Linked DNA regions of Zea mays: regions 2, 3, 4 and 5 are each linked to region 1. Evidence: chromatin contacts called from public Hi-C data. All regions are on one chromosome and are shown on one strand. The core of a region is the stretch at or near the end of the contact, and the rest is flanking DNA. Distances in the headings are between cores, read along the strand shown.

What was found. Hi-C and Micro-C count contacts between places; a contact is called where the count stands out from the background.
Region 2: a Hi-C map of ear shows a contact between it and region 1, with 2.5 times the contacts expected there. The contact joins the promoter of LOC103653690 here to the promoter of LOC100383563 in region 1. A contact is called at or near these places in 4 of 25 Hi-C or Micro-C datasets (ear, endosperm, leaf and 1 more).
Region 3: a Hi-C map of leaf shows a contact between it and region 1, with 3 times the contacts expected there. The contact joins the promoter of LOC100191612 here to the promoter of LOC100383563 in region 1. A contact is called at or near these places in 4 of 25 Hi-C or Micro-C datasets (ear, leaf and tassel).
Region 4: a Hi-C map of ear shows a contact between it and region 1, with 2.4 times the contacts expected there. The contact joins the enhancer-like site here to the promoter of LOC100383563 in region 1. A contact is called at or near these places in 3 of 25 Hi-C or Micro-C datasets (ear, leaf and tassel).
Region 5: a contact with region 1 is called in a Hi-C map of bundle sheath, with 3 times the contacts expected there. The contact joins the enhancer-like site here to the promoter of LOC100383563 in region 1. A contact is called at or near these places in 3 of 25 Hi-C or Micro-C datasets (bundle sheath, ear and leaf).

What each region holds. Positions count from the first base shown.
Region 1 is chr4:132,787,908-132,793,427 of Zm-B73-REFERENCE-NAM-5.0, forward strand. It overlaps LOC100383563 (Glycerophosphodiester phosphodiesterase GDPDL3), which reads left to right and starts at 3,394. Exons shown (of 9, transcript NM_001176211.1): 1 at 3,394-3,638; 2 at 4,450-4,746; 3 at 4,904-5,016; 4 at 5,103-5,520. The coding sequence starts at 3,512.
Region 2 is chr4:132,349,055-132,354,574 of Zm-B73-REFERENCE-NAM-5.0, forward strand. It overlaps LOC103653690, which reads right to left and starts at 2,408. Exons shown (of 4, transcript XM_020552603.3): 1 at 2,096-2,408; 2 at 1,335-1,563; 3 at 1,158-1,241. The coding sequence starts at 1,515.
Region 3 is chr4:133,177,327-133,182,846 of Zm-B73-REFERENCE-NAM-5.0, forward strand. LOC100191612 (60S ribosomal protein L6-like) reads right to left here and starts at 3,025. Exons shown (of 4, transcript NM_001137041.1): 1 at 2,751-3,025; 2 at 2,552-2,658; 3 at 1,281-1,462; 4 at 924-1,213. The coding sequence starts at 2,965. The coding sequence ends at 1,058.
Region 4 is chr4:132,466,030-132,471,549 of Zm-B73-REFERENCE-NAM-5.0, forward strand. LOC103653689 (pentatricopeptide repeat-containing protein At5g65560) reads right to left here. Exons shown (of 6, transcript XM_008680517.2): 3 at 1-2,516. Among protein-coding and RNA genes, the nearest start is that of LOC103653689, 17 kb to the right of the region's middle. Within about 2 kb of position 2,447, at least 8 of the 20 cell types and tissues checked have an H3K27ac peak or open chromatin away from gene starts, as enhancers often do. A contact at or near this core is called in ear, where this site is marked.
Region 5 is chr4:133,090,513-133,096,032 of Zm-B73-REFERENCE-NAM-5.0, forward strand. No RefSeq gene overlaps it. Among protein-coding and RNA genes, the nearest start is that of LOC100191612, 87 kb to the right of the region's middle. Within about 2 kb of position 3,024, at least 16 of the 20 cell types and tissues checked have an H3K27ac peak or open chromatin away from gene starts, as enhancers often do. A contact at or near this core is called in bundle sheath, ear and leaf, where this site is marked.

The sequences.
Region 1 (5,520 bases), core at 2,144-4,643:
AAGTAATTACATTATTAGAAAAGAAAATGTTGAGAATCATGTATAAAACAAGGATATAACACTAGTCTGGGGTGTGTAGTATAATTGGATCAATTTATGGTGGGCTCTATATTTTTTACAAAAAATTGTAAAAAATAGAGTATTGTTGGAGCTATATTTTATAAGTTGATCCCTATATTTCAAGATAGGGCACCGACTTAAGGCACCGTTGAAAATGCTCTTGTGCGAAAAATGTTATAGTACATTTTTAAGTATTTTAGAAATCATAATACGCCTTAAAAGGAAAATGGAGAGTACTTATTTTGTTACGAACCATTGTTACGAACCATTATAATTTACCGCTAGTTTTGTTCTAAATCAATCTTTTGTCTTTAACTAAGTCTTTAGAAAAAATGTCGACATCTAAAAAAATCAAAACAAATGCACCATCAAGACATTTTCTAGAAAATTCGATGAAACTAATATGACGTAGTAGATGTCTCGCATTTTCTCCATAGACATGGTTGGAGTTTGAGCAATTGAGGTGTCGTTTGATTCATAAAATATAACTTAAATGGTATAAAATATAACGTAAATGGTAATGATAATGATTCACGCTGAAGTATGAACGATAATAAGTTTGAATAAACCAATATCACTTTTTATCGTGGTATCTGACTATGGTTGGACATAAATAAACATAATTTAATGTTAGCAATTACCCGATACATTATAAATATGTGAATCAAACAACACCTGAGATTTAGATAATGCAGAATGGAGAGAGTAGAATGAAAGTAGCCATTACAACCGTCTAACCGTCTCGGCCAAAAAAACTAGTAACATGACGCATTAGGAGATCTTCACGGGGAAGACATGACGCTGCCCTTCTAAAGCCTACACGGTACTGGCGCCACGGTCACATCACATCCTTGTGCTAAGACTGGCCATAGCTGTGCCCCCATAAAGTTTCACAGACATTCTAAACCCGCAACGGTAAATTTAGAGTCATATGCTTTTCGGCCTAAATCGAGATTGTGCTCTCTTGTTTTCCCTAAACTTTATAAAAAAAACACGGTTACAACACATATGTACAACTAAAATGCATGTAGACATTATATCTTGTTCAATATAAATTTTGGGACTAGAGAACCGAGCCAAAAGTGTGTCTTAATGAAGAAATAATTTATTTGTTTCTTAGAGTCTATTTGGTTGGGCTGTATTTGTGAAAAAAGCTGCTGTGATTGTGAGCTGTGAATTTTTTTTTGTGATATGTAAGCTGTTAAAAAGCTAAAAACCGTTTGATGGAAACCACTAAAAGCCATTAAAAGTTATTTGATATATGTTTTCATAGTTACATCCGAAAGTCACTAAAAATAGGTCTATAGGTGCTTTTAGTTTTCCAATACGAGAAAGTTAGCTTTTAGAAAAAAGCTGCTTACTGGATTCAACACTTTGGTTTGACTTTTGATTTTTAGAGAGCAAAAGTCAAACCAAACACACCCTTACACTATAGATTAAAGCTGTAATTAATATAGATAAAATAATATAGAAAATGTAGAAGGTGGTTGAGCGAACATACGGACGTTAACCTGCATGGTACGTGCCATATTCCATTCCAAAACTCTGGTGGCCCGCGTTACGGCGTTAGGGGCTGCAATCCATAGTTAGGCTTCTGGCTATCTTTGAACGGTCACCCTGATCTGCCCTTACAGAACTACAGAAGGCCTGTGGCAAAATTAACCCGAAAGGCCCGGAACTAGGACGCACTCCGACTGTCGCACTCCTTGTTTGTCATGTACTGACGTGGGTGGGGGCGCACACGGATGTGACGCGGCCGGCCGGCGACCTGCTTCGCTGGCTGGCTCCTAGCCCTCTCTACGCGGGGGACGCCAAGCGCCCAGGCCAGCAGGTAGAATATGCAGCCGGCCGGAGCAACGTGACGGCGCCGCTCAACGCAGCCACTGCTTGTAGGACGACCGGGTTCCGAGACAGCACGCGGAGAAGTGATTAATCTAGACACCGTGATTAGACTAGTTAAAACCGTGGTCACGCACCGATGAGCTGCTGCGCCGATGCGCGAGAGTCGCGGACACAACAGCAGGGGGGGCTGCTCCCCCGGCTCCGGTGCAAGCACGCCGATCGCCGGCCGAGTCAGCATCCGCACCAGCACCACCGTATCCTATTCCTTGGTGCATTGCATGGCGGATTCGCGGACCGAGAAAGGACACGATGCGCGGCTCCACTTGGTCGAGCACGCCAGGTGACAGAGATGCGGAGCAGCCAATCAAGGCTGGGGACCCTGCACATGTTACGGGCACATACACGGCTACACCACCGCCACAGGCGACCATCCACAATAGCCATATAAAAATTCTCGTTGCTTGCTCTCACATTCATTTCTTCACGAACGTAAAAAAATTCGGTAAAAAGTATTTCCCCTTGCTTAAAACACGGTCTTGATCTAGACAAAGTTCTACTACATCCATCTTGAAATCGTATTTTAATCTCAGCAATTTACTGTACAACGGGCAGTGCGATCCACCCGTATGGATTGGTTGGGTACGGCCAACCTTAATCTACGGTTGTTGTTGTCTTTTATTCTGGACTATAATGAGTTATGAGCCATTTGATGACCCTAGCCATATCTGACTATAATGAGTTAGAGTCCTACGTGAAGCAACACTTGTATTTTAAAGCCTTGTTGGGTCAAATGATTCTAAATGTGAGTCGAGAGGAAGCTGCTACAAGCCCATGATTTTGTGGAACAACTAAAATATATGCTTGGTTCAAACAACTGCCAACTATAAGTTCTATTGTCAAGTATAGATTCTGTAAGAGTATTGATAACCGTTAACTATAGATTTTATTGTCAACTATAAATTCCGTAAAACCTTGATAGTTTGGTAATATGAACGACAAAAAATATTAAAAATCTAGGATGAACCGTTATTTTGAACTGAACTAAATGAAAACATATTATGATGTTTTATTCTATATATTTTTTAAATGAATCTAGTTCAAAAAGCTAAATCAAACGCATCCTTAATCTCAACATCATCTTACCTTCAACCAGGCCTCTTACCTCGCGCACATCACCACGTCATCGGGAAAACGTCAATCGAAGTAAATAAAAAAGAATGGAGAAGGTACATTTTCAACGAAGAAAAGGAGAATAGTTGAAACTAATCATTTCTCTTTCCTTTGCAAAGGTTGGAAACTAGACCCATTCGGGGGCATCTCACACGCAGACCACCTTCCCCCTCCCCTGACCCTGATGCCACTTCCTCTTGTATCACACACAGACACAGCTCAGCAGCAGCAGTATCGCCCCGCCACCCGGTGCTTTTGTCTCTCTCTCGCTGGGTCTTAAAAATCCAACGCCAACGCGGCCGCCGGATGCGCATTGCCCCCCTCCTCCCTGTCTCGTCTCCTCGTCGTGGCCACCTCTTCCTCTGCTCCCCCTTCCAGGGGTCGTTCTTGGAGCCCCAGTTCCTCGAGCTGCGTCCGCCGGTGGTCGCGTAGGTGGCGGATGCCCGCAATGGGGAGGAGCAGCCGCGCCTGCTCCCTTCTTGGTTCAACTCACCTGCTCCTCCTGCTGCTGCTCTCGGTCGGCTCCGCCGTCGCCCAGAATGGCTCTACCTGGAAGACCCTGAGCGGTAAGCTTTGGATTCGCTGCCTTCTCACTTCGTTTCTTCCAAGGTTCCCGCACTAATTGTGTATGTGGTCTGATCTGGTCGATTTGCTGCCACTCTTCGCTTAAAGATCAGCCCTCTTGCCTGTAAATTGCAATTTTTGTTTTGTTCTACAGCTTGGCCTGGATCTTCAGGATGAGTGTGAACTGGCTGCGCATTTATTTCTTTTTTTGGGTGGGGCGCTCTGTTTCTGTTTTTCTGCAGCAAAATAGTTTTTTAGGGCTTCTGCAGCAAAATAGAGCTTTGCTGGTTTTTAGCACTGTTTGGGAGACTAGATTTCTGATTGGAAGTTTGGGGCCAGCCATGATACCTTTTAGCATCTCCAGCAAAAAAAATGCACGGTAGCCTTTCTAGCTAAGTGGCAATTTTGGTTGGGATTGAATAGCAACATCTTTCATGTTCGTTTCCTGTTTACATCACCGTGCCTCCAAGTGCAAGCCTATGCAATATCACTTTCTTGGTGAGGAACACTCAGTAAACCATTAGCTGCTGGTGTCTACTGTTCATGGGCTGCGTATGACCCATATGGGCGTATTGCTATTTTGAGAACGGGATGGGAGTGGATCAGTTCGATGGATGTTAATTCGGGCGGTGTTTTGAGTTAACCCCGGTAATAAGAGACGATAATTTCAGATGGTCATGCGTGCTTACGAGTTTTATGTCCGTCCGGTAAGGTAATTTTGGTTTTGTAGTTTCTGCCGTAGCACTTAGGGTTGTTCCAGTACTTTTGTCCATCTTCATGACCCTAACAGTACCAATCGTCTCATATTTCCAGGCAAGGCTCCAGCAGTCGTTGCTAAGGGCGGGTTCTCCGGACTATTTCCCGATTCCAGTGACTATGCTTATCAGTTTGTTGGCATATCTAGTTCCCCTGACACCACCGTGTGGTGTGATGTTCGGCTGACGAAGGATGGTGCTGGTATCTGCCTACCGAGCATAAACATGGATAACTGCACAATAATAGCCAGTGTTTTCCCACAAGGGAAGAAGACCTACAAGGTTAATGGTGTATCTACAGCGGGCTGGTTCTCCGTAGACTATACAAGCACTGTTCTGCTGCAAAACGTATCTTGTAAGTGCAGTTACAAATTGTGCTTCCCTATCGTCTTGAGCATTTTGATCTTTTGAACTGTGATGAAAGAACTATGTTCAGATGTCTTTGCATTGAATCTCATACCGCTTAGTAAATGCAGATGTCATGCTTCATTAACCCATTTTCATATTTGCAGTGAAGCAATCGGTCCTATCTCGTACCCCTGCATATGATGGTTTGTTCCAAATAAATCCTGTTGAAAATATTTTCACCTTATATAAGGCACCTGCTGTTTGGTTAAATGTCCAGGTAGGGATAAAACTGTAACCAGCTTTGAACTACAAATTTGGTGATTTGCCTCTCACCAGAACATTTCTTTTCTTTTCAAACTGCAGCACGACAGTTTCTACAGCCAGTTTAAGCTTAGCATGAGAAGCTATATCCTGTCCTTATCGAAACAATTCATTGTCGATTACATCTCATCGCCTGAAGTGAACTTCCTCACCAGTATATCTGGAAGAGTTAGCAAGAAGACAAAGCTTGTGTTCCGATTTCTCGACGAACGCTCTATTGAGCCATCAACAAACCAGACATATGGCTCAATGCTGAAAAATCTGACATTTGTCAAGACTTTTGCCTCTGGAATACTTGTTCCCAAAAGCTATATCTGGCCTGTTACACCAGATAATTACCTGCTGCCTTATACTTCAGTGGTTGATGATGCTCACAAAGCAGGACTAGAAATCTATGCTGCTGATTTTGCAAATGACTTAACCATCAGCTATAACTACAGCTTTGATCCATTAGCGGAAT
Region 2 (5,520 bases), core at 1,158-3,657, 440 kb before region 1:
TCATATCCAAAGATGGAAATTTGGTAAATGTCATAATCATTAAGTCAGACTATTATTTTGTGGATATGTATGACTCTTCACTCTTATGCATGCAAACACCGGAGACCTAAAATGCAATTGGCCAAGTGGCTAAGCCCCCCTCCCTAAAAAATAGTAAGACCTCCCACCCACAACCCCCCCCCCCCCCCCCACTCCCATAACGTGCAGACAGCAGACGAGGTACATATTCCGTAACGTATCACGGTATCAGTACATATACACAGCAGCTACATATAAAAGAAGAGACACATATGTGTTGGCCTGCTTCAAATACTATCCAGCACACTTCATTCCTCTTGCACACATCCCCTGCCTTGCCATAACCTCCAGTTCACCACACCGCAACATGCATTTGGCAGATGGCACACACACACAATTCCATGAGGCCACAACCTCGAACCTGATGGCAGCAAGGCAGCAGTGAGGTAGCAGCGAGCCAGCGATACACGGGCCTGTATGCCCGCCCACATGACACAGTGCTGCGCAACGGCCCCAGTAGCTCATCAGGGTGCATAGGCCGCATAGTAACAGTGACTAGCAACGAATCTGTTCCCTCTCCTGTATTCCCTTTTTCTCCCATAGTCAATTTTGCTAGGATTTATTTCTTTCTCTTTCAGATCTAGTATCCGTTTGCTTAACTTTTCTAATCCAGAAATGGCAGCAACAGGTACTGCCATTGCAGCTTCTCAAAGCTCCATCAACATCAGGGTACCATTGTTGGACCATATCATCATTAATTCATTATTATTTTTAAAAAATATAAACTAAAATGTATCTGTATATCCATATCTTTGCTACATAGGCCCCCCTATCACATTAATGAAACAAACTATAAAAAATCCGTCAAATAAATTCAAGGTTAGAGGACAGCAACTAAGAGCTTTTTGTATACATTCAACACACAGCCAAATACATAGCACAGGTCTAAAAACATGTATTTTAAAATTGTATGTATTTTAAAAACATGCTAAAAAACATTCCAAGCCCTACAGATTAAAAGGTCCACCAAGAAGCAAGAAACAACCAATAGTGCAGGTTAGCCCCCAAACATGCTAGATATGTATTCTAGCACTAAATTCAGTGACATATGAACAGAACAAAAGTTACAGATAAAGCACCTGAAACAGAGTAGCAACAGCCAGTTTGGTCACTGAACCGGTAGAGGTCTGAGTGCAGCTCGCATGCTTCAGGTCTTCTTTTAGCTGCAATTTTGCACAGTAAGCAGCAAGCATACAAATAATGCAGAGACAAGTCAAGATTGCAACTGCAGATAGGGGCATGATATGACATAATACCTTTGGAAGTATTATTTTGCTGCTTCCCATTGAACCACTGCTTTAGTTTGCACCCAATCTTGACTGAAAGCGCGCTAAGCAAAAAACCCCCAGCAACAAGAACCCAGTTTGGCCCTTCTCCTTGGACCTGATTACCTCTCCCAGACTTCTGTAAGCTCCTACTCGTCTTAGTCTTCATCATAGAAACAACCAATTTCTCCAGCCAAGTCTACAAAGACGGTACCTTAACCTGCATAAATGCACCACAACAACCATATTGGTGGAGGAAAAAAATAGCTTCTACTATAATAACCATAAGGACCTAATAAGATTCTGAAGTGAAGGAAACTAAATCATATGGCGTTAACGAATGCGCAGGAAGAATGTAGATTCATCTCGCTGTGGAAGAAGAACCATGAAAGCTAAAAACATGGCAATCTATCAATTTCTCCAACCGTACGTCCAAGAAATGGGAAAGGTCACAGCAACGTTTCATAAACCTTCAAGACAGCCTCCCCAAGGGTCTGCGGATTTAGGTGCCCCATTGAGGTTAATAGTGATTTCGGGTCCCATTCAGGCTCATTACCCAATGTCAACACCCATGACAGCAAGTAAAGTATAGACTCTGATAAAGGAATCAACCTAGGCCTTTTCCTTTTTCAAGGGAATCGATCGACTAAAGATGCATTCATAATCACCGACACTCGTCTCTAAATTTTCGGACCTGTTGAGTCCCTCAACCCTCCTCTCGGAGTGTCATGCCAAGCGGCACAGGGTGGTACCGGATTCAGTTGCACCCGGACGCAGACGACTGGAGGCGGTATTCGGCGAGCCCCGAATTCAGCGGAGCCAGCTGCAACTGGGGCTCCGGCTCCGGCTCCGTTGCCTGTAGGAGAGCGCAGCGTGATCGCGGACGGCTCGGTGCTCTCACGGCGCGGGTGGCGGCGAGGAAAGAAGGAAGGAGGCGGCGGTGGAGTCGAAGCAGATGTGATTTTGTGGAACTTGATGGTTTCCCATTTTGCCCCTTTCTTCTTTACTTTACCTTTTCTTTTATTTTTATGTTATTTTTTTTCTAAGTTCCTTTTTTTCTCCCCTTTGCCGAGTGGGACGCTAGTTCACCAAATCATGGATCAATTCGGCTAACCGGTTAATCGATTATCAAGGCCGGCTGGTAACGTTGTATCGCTGATTTACGAGTTTAAATTTTGGAGATTTCTAAACTTTTGATGCCAATTTTCTTATAAATAATATAGATTATTTAATGACTTTCCATTAAAATTAATTTAAAAACACATAACTGAATTCAAACTAAAAATCAAAGAAGTTAGAAAAAAGGGAAAAAAAGAAAAAAACACTATTTAGCCTGATCTATTCTATGGTCCAATAAGCAAATATATTACCCTATTATGATGAGGCTAGCCGCTCGTGAGCGAGAACACGGGTGTGCCAGAGGCGATTGCGTGTTGCGAGAAGAAAAGCACGTCCAGTAGCTCGCGAAAAACAAGGGGAGATTAGAGAGGGTATGCAGATGTAGGGAAGAGAGAGGCAACGTCCTTTTTCATGGCCGCGTTCGTGATCCGTTCGTGATCCGCTAGATGGATCTACAGTGCTTCGCAACCCTCTAAAACGCGTATCTGCGACGCTTTACGCGAGCAGGGCGAGCTGTTGGACTCAGCCTTATCTAGTCAACGCATCCACTCACTTCCTTTCGTCCTCCTGCTCTCTGTGTGTGCCACGCAAGCGCCCTATCCACCATTAGAGTCGCTCGTTCTACAACGACGTGCTAGCTAGCCGATGGCTACGACCACGAAACCACTCAGATCGTCCGCTGCTCTGCCGCACGGGTAAGCCCCCCCCCGTCTACTGGTAAATCGCTCTGTTCTCCCAATCATCTGGTATCCCTAGCTAGCCATTAGTTGTCACAGTTGGTTCCCGCTAAGCCCATCCGCCGGTTTAAGTCGGCTAATCGTGTGTTTGCGTCGATTAGCCACTCCTTGAAGCCAATTAATTACTCCCCCAGTAGCTGATAAGCTGGCCGGTGTAGTAGTTAAGGTTTGGGGATTTCCCCTTTTTCACTTCAAATCTTATAAATTATCACGGTTACTTACTGCTATTTGCAATAATGACCAACAGTGCTTGCAATAATAGCTCATATTACTGATATTTTCAGGGATGCTGGATCGGATCGATCCAGTTTAGGAGCATTGGAATAACATATCTTGTATTCAAGTGCAAGTATTGTAAGGAACAATGGAAGGAGGGCGGTGCTACTCGTTTTAGACAATACCTTACATCACGTGGACGAAATGTGCAAGGTTGTCGCAACGTTCCGTCGGACGTTTGCAATTACTTTCGACGGGAGCTTGACAAGGGACAATATAGAAGGGAAAGCAAGAATACTGGAGGAGGTATGAAAGTTAGCATTGGCGGGTTCACCTCAATGATGACGATGTTGAGTTGCAGGTCGCATTACATGCTTTAAGAGATGAGGAGGAACTTAGGAGGCATGCTTGCGCGAGTAGTGGCACGTATGAGAGGGTGATGGCTCCTCCCATGGGGGTGTTCATGGCATGTTTGGAAGAACACCTTTTAGGAAGGAGAAACCACGCATGGTCCGACCAAGGATTGATAAGGCCTCGTTTTCGAAGGCAGTAAGGAATGACGTCCATTTCATTGGTAAGCCTATTGGACCCCCGAGTCTGGTAGTGATAGACAAGGTTCATCTTCACCCCTTCTTCCCTATATCAATTATCCAATTGGTGAAGTGACTCAGTAACCCATGAGGTGGGTGTATCAATGGGAGGAGCCTGAGTACTAAATATTAATGGACTCATGGAGTACGACTTCTGCGTGGACCAGACAGACTTGGACGGAGTACAAAGGAATGTTGATGTGTGAGCAAGGTATTATATTATTCTCATCGGAAGGGTATAATGTGACATATGATCAATGGAATGCTTACCCGTGGGCATGATGTTCACCGGAGGGTGTATTGTATCTTTGATGCTATTCATGAACTATGAAATTGTGGCATTAATGTATTTGCACTTCTAAATATTGTGATTGGACTTGTGATAAGATATGGACCATTTTTGTTGAATTTTTGTAATCATAATGGACTTTATTTGACAAAAGGGGTCAATTTCCCTTTGTCTACAACCAGTTTATCGATTTAGGGACCGATTAATCGATTGAATTGGTCGATTTATCGACTATAAATTGAGCAAATTTCAAATTTGGTTTAGATTCTAATTTGGCATGTTTGTACTGGTTTTCATTGATTAATCATGGTAAACCGGTTAGCAGTGATGGCCGATTTTTGAAGTTTAACCAGTTTGGTGAACCATGGTAGGATGACGGGAAAAGCACAATAAACACAAACAGTTCGGTTGATTTTTATCTATATTTAAAGTATAGATAAAGAATCTATTTTTAATAGAAAATATTCTATAATTTTATGGATATTTCATTTTATGACTTATAAAAAGTTAATAGTCATCCCAAAATAGTTTAATCCCTATTAAATGTACTTCTTCTTCTCTTTATTAAAAAAACATAGTTACATCATCAAAAGTATTTATGTAATAGCTTATTAAATGCTAAAAATCTTATTGAAATTTATATTCAGACTGATCTTAGGAGCTAGAATAAAAATGGGGTGAGATAGCTTTTAGTCCTTGTTTCAATGGTGAGATAGAGAAATGACATCGCCATCTACTAACACAATGTCGTTAAATAGTCTAATTGAGCCTAGACACCATGTCACCAATAAATCAATCTAGTTAGGACTAATCAAGATTAACCATGACTAGTCATGGTGATTAACTGTGACTTTGTCCTAATTAATGACCTCAATATAATATTAGTATAATTGTATGAGGGATCAATTAAGATAACAAATATGAAGGGATAGTAACAAACAAGGACCAGGGCAAAAATATCACAAACCACACTTTAATGGTGCCCCTCCGGCTGCCTATGTCTAACTGTTGTTTTTTATTCTTTTTGACAATTTTTTGTGATTTTTCTTTTTTATATTTCTTCTTGATCAACAACCTATAAGATGAAACTAAAAGAGAAATGTGCCCTTGGGCCATTTCCATATTGTTTTGGTGATTAGATGCACAACACATTATGTTTGAACTAACATGATGTTGAGCAAAGCTATATGAAGCAAATTGAGCTCAGAAGAAGACTTAGTGCAAAT
Region 3 (5,520 bases), core at 1,775-4,274, 390 kb after region 1:
TTCCATTAATCCAGTGTTTGGGGGTCTAATGGCTCAAGAGGGGGTCTAGGGTTTGAGCCACTTTTTCTAAGGTGAAGATGTATGAAAATCTTGGGTATTTCTTTTGTCATGATCATTCCTTAATCAATCCATGGTTTCTAAGGTTTTGGTGCACGCTTCTCCCCCACTGAAACACATGTGATAATAGACCACAAGTGCATGTATTGAGCCAGGGCCTTGGGTAACACCTGGGGTGTTACAGGTTAGGCCAAAAAAAATACACTATAGGTCAATTTTGGATATCCAACGAATAACCCGTGGGTGGAAGGTAATCTCCTAATATGTGTTCGCCGACTTGGGTCGAATTCGAGTCTAACCTAGATCAAATCATGTATCCAGTATCCATATCCAGCTCTGTCGGGTTGAGTATTCGATGGATAACCAAATCCGCTGATCAAATTGCCATCCTTAGAATGAATCAATTGCAACTGTTTTTACACCATGAGTCCACAATATCCAACGAGTGGTTGTCAAACTCCGGATTGCCCTCTTTCCAACGAGTTGATATCAATCACTAGAGTAACAAGCATAAACGCACACTTGCTACACCCTATGCTATAATGAGGTCTCTAATTTCATGATTATCAAATTCAAACAGATAAAGGTTCTCTTTTAACTATTGCATGCACATTTACCTCCTGCATAAGGCATATTCAATGCACGTCCCCTCTGCTAGTTCAGGAACTAGCCGTTCCATGCTATTGACTCATTTGTACGATGCATGTCAAGTTTATTCCAGTTTTGGCAAGCGACATGCCAAGTTTATTCCAAACCAACAGCAAAAACACCGGACAGTCAGCAATTCAAACAAAATGGGACCTCAAGATACCATGGACTACCTAAGGAACCAAATGCAGATAGTGCAATGCTGAACCACCAACACGGATAGAACTTTCTTAGATCTTATAATATTTGGCAGGAAGACTTCAACCACAATGAAACATTCGCTACTGGTACAAAACTCAGAAGTACAAGAACACAGACAAAACAGCTTCCTCCGAACTCCAAAACTAAGAGCTTAGAAGACCATCTCATGGGGCTTGTCACCATCCCTGAGAGAGAACCGGGCGCCAAGATAGGTTTTCAGCTCCGGAACAGCCTCAATAGCCTTGATCAGAGCAGAATCCACAGCCTTCTGGTCATCCTTCTTGAAGTCAGGCAGTGACTTGGATGCCTGCAGATTCAACAGATATGAAGCAAGGGTCGACAAAATAATGGATCTTTTTTACTCAGACACCTACCTCCTTTTCTGTCTCAAAAAGTTCGCCCTCGGTCTTCTTCACCTTCTGCTTCTTCTCCCTGGCAAAGTACTTGTCATCAAACTTGGCGACATCAACACCAGAGATGTCAACTTTGGTTGATGTAGCAATGACATAGGTCTGGTTCACACGGCGGATCGGTACTCCATTGATCTTGAAAGGCCCTGAAAGATAACAGAAACGCAAACTAATGACAGGAAAAGAATATCAAGTAGAACAGGATAGGAAAAAATACAACTCTTTTGAATGCATGAAGAGAGAGCCATGCAGCTAGACAGGCAGGAGGGTAAGGTTGTAACGGTGAACAGAAGCATTCTAACAACTTTAACTAAAAGTAAAGGGCAGACCCAGTGCCAGAGGCCCACATGAGTGGAGTTGAGGAAGGGATAAACAGAAGCAAGCCTTACCACTGCAAATGCACGGAGGCTGCTTTGAACCCGTGACCTATGATTTTAATAAGACAGCTCCCACCACTGCAACAGGCCTACCCTTGTAACTTCAACTAAAAGTAATTTTATAAATCCAAACAATAGTAGTCTTCATTTACAGTATTTAAACTATATAAGAAAGTTGTTTCCAGCAAGTCAAAGACATGAAAATGCAGATAGTCCAACAGTCTATTTTTTAACCATGTGACAGTGCCATCAAAGAACCAATGCTTAGGCATCACGTGTGTATGAGGGCGCAAATGCACTATAAGGTCAAGAGCTGTTGCGTATGATGCTACTATGAGCCTTGAGGGTAGGGCTCCAGCAAATAAAAAAACACAGAAATCATCATCCGTTTCTCTCTCAGCTCTCGCATTCTGGTGGCCGAGACTCTACCTTCCTCACAAATATTTATTTGCTGAAGCCAGGTCTTAGGTAAGGTTATAAACTTTCTGGGCCAAGACCCTTCTTTGGACCTCGTCTGCAATGTATAAGGACTGGTTTGGTGACAAGGGAATTGGAGGGGGAGGAAATCCCTTGCTATTCAATTTTGAATAGCATGAAATTTCCTCCCCTCCAATTCCCTTGTCACCAAAACCTGGATGCCCTTATATCACGCATGCAGGTCCCATAGTCCAGACTGAATTCGGATTCTTTAAAAACTCAACTATAATGTGCAGTTGCAAGACAATCACACGTCGTCACACCAGACTCTACAAATAATATAGTTCACAGATTGAGCCAACCAGCGCGTAAACATTTACATCTATCTTTCAACTCAAAACTTATGCTGTGATCAGAGGCAGCGAACCAAGCGTGGCTCACCAGAGATAAGGAGCAGGCCGGACTTGAGCTGCTTGAGAAACACCACTCTCTTCCCCATGAAGCGCCCTGCGAGGAGGATCAGCACCGTCCCAGGCGTGATGCTCGACCTGCACAAAAGAATGGCAAGTGGAATCAAATCTCCAAGCAAAATAAATACGAACACCACGCGGGCTGCGACTTGAAGGAATGGCTTGGGCACCTGAGCTTGGTAGGCTTAGGCTTGCGGGTGCTGGGAACGCGGGGCTTGACGTCGTCGGCAGGGTAGAACTTGGGTTCCACGGCGGCGGCGGCCTTGTCGGCCTTGGGGAAGGCGCCGCCGTTCTTGGCCTTGATGGCCCACAGCCCACGGCGATGGTACGCGTGCGACCGCGAAGCGCGCTTGATGCCCGTCGACAGCTTCGACGTCGGCGCCATTGGATCGAAATGGTACGAGGCACAGCTTCGGATCGGGACTGGGGGCGGCGGGCGAAAAATGGAAGCGACGGTTTGGTCACGGCATATATATCTGTGCGGCGGCTTACAGGTGGAAACCCTAGGTCGTCGGGCTCCTCCGCGTGTAGTAGTGGGCCTAATTGTTGAGGCCCATGCACCTCACGAAATATTTTCCGTTCAAAAAAACTATTTTGTCTTCATCAACTATCACAAAAGTTTAATTGTTTCTTCTTCAACTATAAAATTAATACAACGCGTTCCTTCTCTATCTCTATCTCTACCCTTTAAATCATTCTTTAAAGCACGAAAGTTTCATGTATCCTATGTTACACGCAAAACATGTAGTTCTATTTTTCTCCAACATGTCATAAGCTAACAGCCCTAAAGGTCTTATCTCTTTCATACGCAACTAACCTAAGATAAGACTCGTATCACCATAGACGATATCGAGCAAGTTATCCTTCTGGCCTCTGACTCGCCAACCAGATAGACTCTTCTACATTGTCATCTCCTTCGTGCGAGGAAACCACCTCCGGACGTCAAGAACAAAAAAAAGGTTAAATCTAAATTCAACTGCACTCCATTTAACTATTCTTGTATTTCTCACAACTCGAATGTCCAATTGCTTTCTATTCCTCTTGGCAAACCTCCTCGTTTTGATGGAGAGGATTATTCTTGGTGGAGCCATAAAATGTGTAGTCATCTTTTTTTCTCTCCATCCTAGCATTTGGGATATGGTAGAAAATGGAATGCAAATACCAGATATTGATGATGAGATTTTTGATGATATAGAAGTAGAATAATTAATTCATAGAAATTCCCAGGCTACCACTGTTTTGCTAGCTTCTCTATGCAGAGAAGAATACAACAAGGTAAATGGCTTGGAGAATGCCAAAGAAATCTGGGATACATTGAAGATCTTGCATGAAGGAAACTTGATTACCAAAGTAACCAAGATGGAGCTCTTCGAGGGTGAACTTGGGAGGTTTGCCATGAAGAAGGGCGAAGGGCCACAAGAAATGTACAACATGCTCAAGCCCCTAGTGAACCAAGTGCAGAACTAAGGAAGGAAGAGATGGATGGATCATGAAGTTGGTGGACTCATGTTGAGGTCATTTAATGTTAAAGATCCTACTCTTATTTCTTTAATCCGTGAGAACCCCAGGTACACTAAGATGGTGCCCGAGGAGGTGTTTGGAAAATTTGTTAGCCATCAAATGGTGGTTAAAGATGCCAAGTACACCGACGACATCGCCAATGGGGACACCCCTCCAATGAATCGCAAGTCATTGCTTTCAAAGAAATGAATGATAGGGAGGCGATCCTCAACAAGGTGGCTCAAGTTGAGGCAGCCGGCCTCAACGATGAGGATATGGCCATCATAAAGCGCTTCAAGAGCGCATTAAAGGGGCACAAGAGCTACAATAACAACAAGTCAAAGGGGAAACGTGCATGCTTCAAATGTGGTAAGATTGGTCATTTTATTGCTAAATGTCTAGATTATGAAAGTGATGACTAGGAAAAGGCAAAGAAGGGAGAAGATGGAAAAGAAGAAGTTCTACAAGAAAAAGAAGGGTGAGGCGCATATTGGAAAGGAGTGGGACTCAAGCTGCAACTCCTCCGACAACGAAGGACTCGCCACCATTGCCTTCGACAAGTCATCACTCTTCCCCAACGAACGACATACATGCTTGATGGCAAAGGAGAAAAAGGTATATCCTAGATCAATGCCAAAGTATATTTTCTCTAGTGATGAAGAATCTAGTGGTGATGAGGAAGATTATAGCATGTTGTTTAAGGGCCTTGATAGCTTTAAGGTTGATAAAATTAATGAATTAATTGATTCCCTAAATGAGAAGGATAGACTTTTAGAAAAACAAGATCTCATTTATGTGGAATATTATAAATTTGTTAGTGTAGAAAAGGCCCTTGCTCTTGAACTTGAAAAGAATAAAAATTTGACTAAAGAGTTTGATGATTGTCACTCTTTCATTTCGTATCTTAAAATTGCTAATGAAGAATTGAATGATATTAGTGAAGTTGAATGAGTGACATGCATCTTCATCCCTCAAGCATGTCTCTATTTTAAATAGATGTAGGGATGTAGATGTTCATGTCATTCTAATGTTGCTAAGATTGCTAGTTTGAATGATGAGATTGCAAAATTAAATGCTCAAACTAAAATTTGCAATGATGAGCTAAAGAATATTAAATTTTCTAGGGAAGCTTTTGTAAATGGTAGGAATCCTCGGATCAAGGATGGTATTGGCTTCCAAAAGGGAGCCAAAGACCAATACGAGCCAAAACTTGTTTTGTAGGTTTATGCATCCGGGGGCACAAGCTGGGTCATTCATAGAGGAACCACAAACCACATGAAGGGTGGGGAACACATGTTCTCATCCTATGTCAAGAACAAGGATTCCCAAGATGTGATTATCTTTGGAGATGGGAATCAAGTGAAAGTAAAGGGTTTAGGTAAAATTGGAATCGCCACTGAGCACTTTATCTCTAATATATTTTTGGTTGATTCATTAGAC
Region 4 (5,520 bases), core at 1,197-3,696, 320 kb before region 1:
ATTATAACTTTCCATACAATTTCATCGGTATTGTACTCTTTCCATCTCGAACTTCTGAAAATTTCTTTAGCCCTATCTGCTTGTCCCTCAGCAGTAAGCCCAGAAAGCAGATACTGGTAAAATATTAAGTTTGGTAAAAAACCATGTCCAATCATGGAACAAAGCAATGCCCAAGCATCAGAATACATCCTTAATTTGCAAAAGCAATTAACAAGAGCATTGTATATATCTTCATTCAGAGGTAGATTCTCTTCTTTCATAAGAGAAACCAAGGAAGTCACCTCATCCAATCTTCTTTCTTCAGAAAACCCCTCCAGAATGGACAAATAAGTTCTTGCACTAGAAGGGACGCTGTTCTTCTTCATTAGCTCAAATAATTCAAAGACATCAGCAAGCTCTATAGTCTTCCACACAGAAGTTGCTTTCAAAGGTACATGTTCTGCTAGCCTCCTCTGTAAAAGATGTCTAAGCAAGATAAAAAAGGTAAAATGATTTGGCATAGAAGCAACACCCGTCATGTGCTTCAAGATTGTAACTGCACGATCTGTCTGTCCAATACTTGTATGGCCATCAATCAAAGTGTTATATGCCATTGCATCTACAATGGTCCTACATTTTTTCATCTCCGTCACAACATTTTCTGCTTCATCAAGCCTGCCTTCATTGCAGTATGCCCGCACAGAAGTAGTATAAGTGACAACATCAGGACTACACCCCTGTGACACCATTTGCCCCCAAATCCTTGTGGCTAACCCATAGTTCCTCTCGTTGAAAAGTCTGTTGATTACAATTGTATAATTCACCGTTGAAGGCTTGACATCTTTTTGTAGCATCTCATCTATAAAGAATAATCCTTCTTGTGATCCCTTCGTCTTGCATAGATTTTCAATGAATGGGCTATATGTATAGGTATCTGGTGCATAACCAGCTGAAATCATATTTTCCAAAAATGTGCACGCAACATCGAATTTACCAGCCTTGCATAACCCATTTATCACCGTATTGAATGTCACAGAATTAGGTCTTATGCCTCTATATTCTAGGCCATCAAAAAGAGAGCAAGCTTCATCAACTTTCCCAGTCTTACACAGAGCATCAATCAACACATTGTAAGTGTACTGATCAGCAGCTAAACCATTTCCTTCCATCAAACGGAGTAATCTGAAAGCGCTTCCTATATGACCATCAATGCACTGGCCTCGAATCAACAAATTGTATGTCACAACATCTGGCTCTACTCCACATTCTCTCATCTGGTCCAACAAAGCCATTGCTTTGTACACTTTCCCAGCATTACAGAAACCTTGCACAATTGCATTGTATGTCCAGACATTTGGTTCACACCCTTTAAACCTCATGGATTCAAACACCCTCACTGCACCACTCATCCTCCCCTCCCTGCAGTAGGCATTCACGACAATTGTGCATGTTACAACACAAGGCATCAACCCACTGTCAAACATCTCATTCAGTATTTTCTCAGCCTCTTCAGCCTTCTGCTCCCTACACCATAAATCGACCAGTGCTGCATATGCACGAGTGGTTGGCCTCCATCCCAGCTCCTTCATCTTCTGCAGCATACATAGACCCTCCTCTCCTCTTCCGGCATCACACAGCCCCTTTACCAAGGCCGCGTGTGTGTACATGTCTGGTTGCGTCATTTCCCTGAACAACTCCAGTGCCTCATCGATCCTGCCTGCCTCACAAAATCCTTCGATCAGAGCAGCGTAAGAAACCGCATCTTGTGAGAATCCTCTGAACGGCATTTTGCAGAACAAGTCATGGGCCACTTCCAGCTGCTGCGTGCGACAGTAACCCAATATCAAAGAGTTGAACGTGAAAGCGTCGGGGCGCCAACCGGAGCGGACCATGAGGCTGAGGTACCGTTGGGCGTGGCGGAGATCGGCGCGGCGGCAGAGGGCACGGATGAGTGCATTGTAGGTAGCACCCGTGGGTGCAGGCGGGGCGTGGCGGTACATGTGGGCGAACAGCCGGAGCATGAGCGGCGTCAGCGCGTAGCGGGAGAAGTGGGTGAGGAGGGAGCGGAAGGGACGGTCGAAGAATGGACGGAGCGGCGGCGGGGAGAGGGCGTGGAGGCGGAGCACGACCGGGAGTGAGATGTCGAGGAGGTGGCGGGACGGCGCGGCGGCGCGGGCGACTGCGGCCGCGAGGCGGAGCGGCAACGGGACGAGGAGTGTGCGGGGTAGGGACGGCGCGAGGAGGGCAGGGAGTTGCGGGAGCGAGGGGTGGAAGCGCCAGTCCGGGGAGGAGAGCACAGCGGCGAGATGCGCGATGAGCGCGGCGGGAGATGGAGAGGGCGGAGGGGATGCCATGGGGGGGGTGGAGACGTTGCGGGGAATGCCGGAGATGGATGAGCTGGTGGTGGAAGCGGCGGTGACGATGACGACCGGGCCACCGGGGGGATTCGTTTGCACGTCGAGAATTAGCGACGCCGGCACGGCGCCGTCACAATTGTTGGGGATCTCATGTGCAGACGTGCAGTTCGACTGGACTTCCTAGCCCTCGATACGAAGCCAAAATTGAGAGTCTCAAAATTACAAATTTCTCACGAACAAATATGAAGTCCAAGGTTCTCCAGCCAAAGCGTGTGGTGGTGTTGTCGATGTCGTTGGACCTCGGCGGAGCTCCGGCAGGTTTTGTGTCCACACGAGGGTGGAGTCGCTTGACCTAATTGGCAGGTTAGCTCTCCCTCACCTCGTCGCTTTCTTCTCGCTCTGGACGATTTCTTCTTCTGCACGTGCTAGTTTCCACGGAGGCTGGCAGTGGGTTCAACGTCGCCCTCCCTCAGGGTGTGAGGAGTGGCCTCATCTCAGATCTAATGGTGCTCGATCATCGCTGACGTCCGAAAAGATGGAGGCGAAAGGGTGCACTCATAAATGGGAGAGAGGCAATAACAAGGAGAATACCCAAGAGCAGCAGCATTGAGGAAGGAATAGGAATTTGAGCTGGCGCTTGAAGCCACCTCCAAGGAGGATTGACCCCAAAGGCGATTTCGCAGGCTCATCATCAACTAGAGAGATGATGGTGCAAGGTAACCCTAATGCTATGATCCCTTCACCAGTGGTAGATCGTGATTTTGGGAGGAGATTTTTCTACCAGATCTGTGGGAAAGAGGGTCACCACGCTAGGGACTGCTCAAAGTCTCTATGGTGTGAGATCTGCAAGACACCGGACTAGTTTTGGGCGGAGGCGATTAACACAGCCTGCTACTCCATCAACGGATTATACCTTCACAGAATCCTCAAGAAGACATCGTATGAACTCCTTACTGGTAAAAAGCTCAATGTTTCTTATTTTAGAGTCTTTGAGAGCAAATGCTTTATTCTTATTAAGAGAGGTAGAAGTTCTAAATTTGCTCCTAAAGCAATAGAAGGCTTTTTACAAGGTTATGACTCAAACACAAGGGCATATAGAGTCTTCAGCAAATCCACGAGATTAGTTGAAGTTTCTTGTGACATTGTGTTTGATGAGACTAATGGCTCCCAAGTGGAGCAAGTTGATCTTGACGAATTAGATGATGAAGAGGCTTCGTGCATCGCACTAAGGAACATGTCCATTGGTGACGTGTGTCCAAAAGAATCCGAGGAGCCCACACAAGCACAAGATCAACCATCATCTTCCATGCAAGCATCTCCATCAACTCCAGATGAGAATAAGGCTGAAGAAGAAGAGGATGAAGATCAAGACATTGATCAAGGGGGAGATGAAGATGATAATGAAGACAAGGAAGATGAACAAGAGATTCAGGATCAAAGATCGCCACACCTAAGAGTCCACCAAGCAATTCAAACAGATCACCCCGTCAACTCCATACTCAGTGATATTCATAAGGGGTAACCACTAGATCTCGAGTTGCTCATTTATGTGAACATTACACTTTTGTGTCTTCTATTGAGCCATACAGGATAGAGGATGCATTAAGAGATCCGGACTAGGTGGTGGCAATGCAAGAGGAGCTTAACAACTTCACGAGGAATGAGGTATGGTATTTAGTTCCGCGTCCTAACCAAAATGTTGTAGGTACCAAATGGTATTCCGCAACAAGCAAGATGAGCATGGTGTGGTGACAAGGAACAAAGCCCGACTTGTTGCAAAAGGTTACTAACAAGTCAAAGGTTTGGATTTTGATGAAACTTATGCACCCTTAGCTAGGCTTGAGTCAATTCGTATATTACTTGCCTATGCTACTTACCATGGCTTTAAGCTTTATCAAATGGATGTGAAAAGTGCCTTCCTCAATGGCCCTATCAAGGAAGAGGTCTATGTTGAGCAACCTCCCGACTTTGAAGATAGTGAGTACCCTAACCATGTGTATAAGCTCTCAAAGGCGCTTTATGGGCTTAAGCAAGCCCCAAGAGCATGGTATGAATGCCTAAGAGACTTCCTTATCACTAATGGCTTCCAAGTCGGAAAGGCCGATCCTACTCTCTTCACTAAAACTGTTGCAAAAGACTTGTTTATATGCCAAATTTATGTTGATGATATTATATTTGGGTCTACTAACAAGTCAACTTGTGAAGAGTTTAGTAGGATCATGATACAGAAATTCGAGATGTCAATGATGGGGGAGTTGAAGTATTTCCTTGGATTTCAAATCAAGCAACTCCAAGAGGGAACCTTCATCAGCCAAACTAAGTACATTCAAGACATACTTAAGAAGTTTGGAATTAATAATGGCAAACCCATCAAGACACCCATGGGAACCAATGGGCATCTCGACCTCGACACAGGAGGTAAGTTCGTGGATCAAAAGGTATACTAATCAATGATAGGTTCTTTACTCTACTTATGTGCATCTCGACCGGATATTATTCTTTCAGTATGCATGTGTGCAAGGTTCCAGGCAAATCCTAAGGAAGTTCACCTTAGGGCCGTGAAAAGAATCATGAGATATTTAGTTTACACTCCTAAGTTTGGGCTTTGGTACCCCAAGGGATCTACCTTTGATCTAATTGGGTATTCCGATGCCGATTATGCCGGATGTAAAATTGATAGAAAGCGCACATCAAGGACTTGTCAGTTTCTGGGAAGATCTCTGGTGTCTTGGGCTTCAAAGAAACAAAATTCAGTAGCTCTTTCCACTACTGAAGTCGAGTACATTGTTGGAGGTCATTGTTGTGCGCAATTACTTTGGATGAGGCAAACACTTAGGGACTATGGCTACAAATTTAGCAAAGTCCCTCCCCTATGTGATAATGAGAGTGCAATCCGCATGGCGGATAATCTCGTTGAACACAGCCGCACTAAACACATAGACATCCGGTATCACTTTTTGAGAGATCACCAACAAAAGGGGGATATCGAAATTGCTTATGTTAGCACCCACAACCAATTAGCCGATATCTTTACCAAGCCACTAGATGAGAAGATTTTTAGCAAACTAAGGAATGAGCTAAATATACTTGATTCTCAGAACTTTGATTGAAACATTGCACACATAGCTCATGTATATACCTTTGATCATGTCTCTTTCATTTGGTACAAATGCATATTTCTTAT
Region 5 (5,520 bases), core at 1,774-4,273, 300 kb after region 1:
CAGCAACATAAGAATCCCACCAGTCAGCAGCAGGACCGGTCAGACAACCTGAAGCATAGAGAACCTTCTCCCGGTCAGAGCATTGGGCGATGTTTAGCATCTTCTCGACTAACTTCAACCAATCATCAGCATGTAGTGGATCTGGTGAGCTGGTGAAGGTAGGCGGATTGTGGCTCATAAATTCTCGGTGCTTGTCCCGGGGTGGAAGTGGTGGTGGTGGTGGTGGTGGCAGTGGTGCTTGCTGTTGTTGCACCCTCCTTTCCTGGTGCATATCCTCTCTCTCCTAGCGCATCTCTTGGCGTTCCTGCCACATCTGTGCATGCATGTCCGCCATAGTGTCTTCCATCTGTTGCATTATCCGCATCTGGGTTGCAACTACGGGATCAGCTCCGGCTGGTGGAGGATTGGGAGGATTCATCTCTTCTTGTTGTTGTGGTTGTTTATATATCCTCCGACTGTATTGATTGGGGATAGATCAATTCCACCACCCTTCCTGGTATTGACCATCTGAGTTAGAAACATATGGTAAGAAAGAAAGGATTGTAGACAAGGCAGGTAATTACGAGGCATGTTACTTTGGGGGATTTATTAGCTAAGTGTGTCACCTACTAAAGATAATATATTACCTTCTGGTGGTACATGATAAGATGCCCAGCTATTCTATTTCATTCAATCAAAGAAGCAAATCAGACATTATCATCAGAACAATCAACCAACATTTTAAAAAGAGAAAATATTTTTTTTAATTTTTGTCTTGGGTCTTCTATCCCTTTAGAGGGTGATGGATGTAGGATTCCAAAGTGTGAAATCCTCCTTGTCTTAGAATAGAAAAGGTAAGAATAATTAGAGTAGAACAGTAGAAGGTGAGACAGGATCAAGAAAAGTATAGAAAGAATCAGAGTAAGGTAAGTAGGTAAGGGTTTTGTCCATTTCTATCTAGGTTTCGTCCTACAGTCAACATTTCCTCTGATACCACTTCTGTCACACCCGGATTTAAGGGATAAAGCCAGGTGCATCCCATATGTGCGCCAAGGAAGAACAACACACATAATAACATAGTGCATAGAGATAAATGTCATAAATATCATAAATGTACTTATTACATAGCGGAAGTCTTACAAAATAAATGATAAATATAAAATGAACTAAATCTTATTTCCCTAGCGCCACAAAGTTGACTGGGAGACGCCACCTAGATTAAGTCGAACTCCTCGTTGGGCGGCTCCTCTTGAACCACCTATTCTTCTCCTGTGGGGGGTGTGAGATAGCAAGGGTGAGCTCACATATGTTCATCGCTCAACAAGTTGTGGGGAATAATGTGCATGAACTCACCAAAAGGTGGGAGTTCATGTGAAGTGTAAGGCTGATCAACAAAATAAAGGTTGTAGCTAAGCATTGCTTTTATAAGTTGGTCAAAATTTTATTAGCAGTTACTAAGTGTAAGTGAATACCAAACCATAGTAATAATAAATAAAAGTAATAATAAAATAATCCCAATGTGATGCAAATGACAAATTGAATTTTAATTCCATAGATTAATCATGTGAGGGTCCGAGCTGCTCATGACCGTGAGCACGACTAGTATACCAGTTTTACACTCTATAGAGGTTGCACATCTTTACCCACAAGTCATGTTACCCATCTACCAAGAGACGGAGAATCCCATACACCTCTACCGAGGAGGCGAGGCAGGGTAACACTAGCTTTAGAAAACCCGTTACAGTTTATAGGAAGCTCCAGTGCAGGGATCCCTCGCCTGAACGTCATCGCAGCAAAAATCAACCCAAGGACCTCCCTACACTTACCACTCCCCTACTGCCCTTGCCCCTATCGGGTAAGGTAGTCATCCACTAGCTTTCCTAGTTAATCAGCCAAGGGCATCCCATACTATCCTTGTGGTAGCACTGTTTTCCCGGGTGGTCGCTCCATGTTCCCATTAACATAATGACCTTAACATGAACATTAATAATAAACTGATAATAAAAGTGTAATCATGAATAATGTATCTCCATACCCAAAACCACATAAAGCAATAGCAAGTACTACCCAAAAAGTTCAGTGGATTCAAGGTACAAAGATAATCAAACTAGGGTAACCTAAAGGATCCCATCAAAATTAACCTATGCAGATCATTATGATTAATAAGAATATGACTGGGTAAAAAGAAGTGATCAAGGACACAACTTGCCTTCAATGAGCTACTGCTCAGCAGTCTCGTCCTGCTGAACCCCCAGATTTTCAGTGGCTGGCTCGTCTACTCGCAACAATACAAACACACATGTTATAGCACAAATTAACATCATACCAAACAACAGAACAGAATGCATAATAATATTCTACGCTGCGTAACGAGATCATAGGAACAAGAACCACTAAATTCGGAGTTACAGTTATTTAGTTATGAATTTCCAAAGTTATTTAGTACCTAGAATGGAATAATTCAAGTGCATAATTTTAATTCAAGTTTCATGATTAAACAGAGCTACTAGTTGATAGACAATATTATTACAAAATAAATGCCACTAGAATGAATTAATTTGGAGCTATGATGGATTAAATATGAATTTCACAAGTCTATTGATTTATTTGTGTACCAAAAATCAATTTCTATAGGTATTTATCCAATTTCTTTGTTCTCTAGGCCGGGAACTAAATATAGAGAACTACGGGGGTTGAACCAAAAGTTTTCCCCAGACTCAGGTTAACCCTAGGACGGACTGCGGGTCGGTTTTCTAAAACCAGGAGGGCTTTTCTGCAAAAAACGCGCAGCGAAGGGGTATCTCTAATTCTCGGTCGTTGGATTATAAGCCGATGGCCAGGCTTTGATCAAAAACATTATAAGCCGGCGCGCTCTGTCGACCATCGGATCCGAGATTGACGGACCCGATTTAATAACACGTGTGGTTATCGCTTCTAACAAGGACCGTTGATCGGCCGATCGACGGTATCAGCTATTAGGTGAATGAGATCAGTTTGCGTCCATCAGATGTAGATCGGACGCTACACAGCGATTTGGCCAAAACGGTATGGGGAATCTAATCCCAGCCGCCCATCTCGCATCAATGGCCCAGGCGTGACCATCCTCACCAGACCCCTGGCAGCGGCGGCGCGCCAGCTCCGGCACGGCGGCGCCATAGCCGCGCAGTTTGACCTTACACGATTCTGCCCTAAACATCGATTCGGTAGGACCAAACATAGAGGAGAATGAGACGAACGTAATAGGCGCTTACTTAGGGTAATCCGAGACGGTGTCGTGTCCGACCACGGAGCTTGGCGGCTCGGCGAAGAATTTCCGCCACGGCGAGCAATTCGCGAGCAATCGAGGCCCATTCATGGAAGAAGATGTCCTGCCAACGACCGCACGATCCTCCCTGACTACTTCCTGGCTCTAATCGACAGCAGGATTCGGTACTCTACGACGAACCAAGCACGGCCGCATTCTCCCTTCTCTCTCCCACGATTCTCTGTGTTTCAAGTGCTCTGATCACTACGACGAGGCGAGGGGGAAGAGGTGGTGGTCATGTAATGGCGAGGTCCAAGCGCTGCAGTCGATGCACCCTGGATTATGGAGGTCGAGGTCTGCCAATTTCGGTCGAATTGGTTGCAGGCGTCTGTGCGGAGTTCGGCGATGCTGTTAGCGGACGACCTGGCGCACCAGGCCCACCTGGCATCGTCACAAAAGAGGAGACCGGTATACGTCCGAAGAGGCCGACGAGTGGGGCACAGTTGACAGTGGCACGCGGGTGTATCAGCTGTGGTCAAGTACTCTTGGGCGCTCGTGGGCCGGGATCGGCTGGTTGGGTTAGAATGGTGGCGGCCGACCCATTTACACAGTTTCCTTTTTATATTCTATTCCAATTTCCTTTCTATGTATTCAAATTCTACTATTTGAATTTCAAACTTGAGTTGTGGATCCATCATAAAGGTTAAGTGCTCAGAATAAACAATTTATCAGTATGAAATAGTATTTTTATTTATATATATTTATTTAGTACTTCCCATATCCTTCATCTCATTTATTTTCTTCTTATTTCCTAAGTAATAAGTTTGATCTAAATTCCAAGTTTGGCACTCACATAACTTCATTAATGTTATACTTATGATTTATAGATGCAACAGCACATAAATTCCACATGGTGCATATTTTATTGAGAAATTATTCAATCTAATTAGGTTTCCTAATGTTCTCATAAATGAAATGACATTACACATGAGGATTATTCTTCTCTTTTATATCCCAAAGTTGGGTATTACAGTGGATTGGTTAAACCAAACGACATGACTGTGAATTCATATAGACCATATCGGGTAGAGAAAGCCGTCTTGGGAATATCAGATGGCCTAATCTTCATTTGATGGTAGCCCGACCTGAGGTCAATCTTGGAAAACACCCTAGCACCTCTCATCTGATCAAATAAGTTATCGATACGAGGTAATGGGTACTTGTTCTTAATGGTGACATCATTAAGTGATCTATAGTCCACACACATCCGTTGTGAACCATCCTTCTTCTGTACAAACAGTACCGATGCTCCCCATGGTGAGGAAGTCGGACGAATGTACCCTGCTTCCTATAACTCCGTTAATTGTTTCTTAAGTTCTTTTAACTCTTCCACTGACATCATATATGGCCTTTTTGAAATGGGGCAGTACCAGGTAAGAGATCAATGACGAACTCAACTTCCCTATCTGGTGGCACTTCGGGTAACTCTTCGGAAAAATACATCTGGAAAGTCTCTAACAACTCGGATGTTTCTACCCACGAATTCTCCATCTACTAAAATATGGCAGGTCTGGTATAGGTGGTTATGGTAATCTCTACTTCAAATCGTTCTCCCTTGGAACTGGTGAGTTCTACGGTTCCCTTATCACAGTGTGTAACTGCCTTTGCTTTCCTCAACTAGGACATCCTGAGAATCAGATCTATATTGCTTTCTTCTAATACTATGGGTGTAGACCAGAATTCCCTTCCCATAATTGTTAGTGTTAATCTGTGTGTCATATAGTTTGCTTCAATAGGTCCCTTAGGTGTAATTACTAGCATAAGCGTTTTCATATTTTGTAGTGGTAATTCATTGGTGGTTGCAAATCGAGCAGAAATAAACAAATGCATAGCTCCAGAATCAAATAATAATGCTGCTGGAATTACATTAATGTAAAACATACTGATAGCGATGTCTGCACCATCAGCAGTGGCCTCAGCACTGACTTGGTTAACCCTGGCAATGTTGAATCCCTTGTCGGGAGTCTGTTGCTTGTTCTGAGCTGGTGCACTGGAATTCTCCACTGGACAAGCATTTGCATAGTGCCCAATCTGACTGCACTTGAAGCATGTAGGGCACATCTTCTGTCATGTAGGCTTCGTCGGGGTGCTAGTGGGGGCAGCCTGACGAGTGTGGGGTGTCTGAAGAGTCCCCTGTGGAGTGTACTAAGTTGGGTGTGGTCCTCCTCCAGGATGAGCTGGTGTACCCTAGGGCGGAACGTAGCATCGGCGAATACTGTTGCTACCCTGCCCCTGGG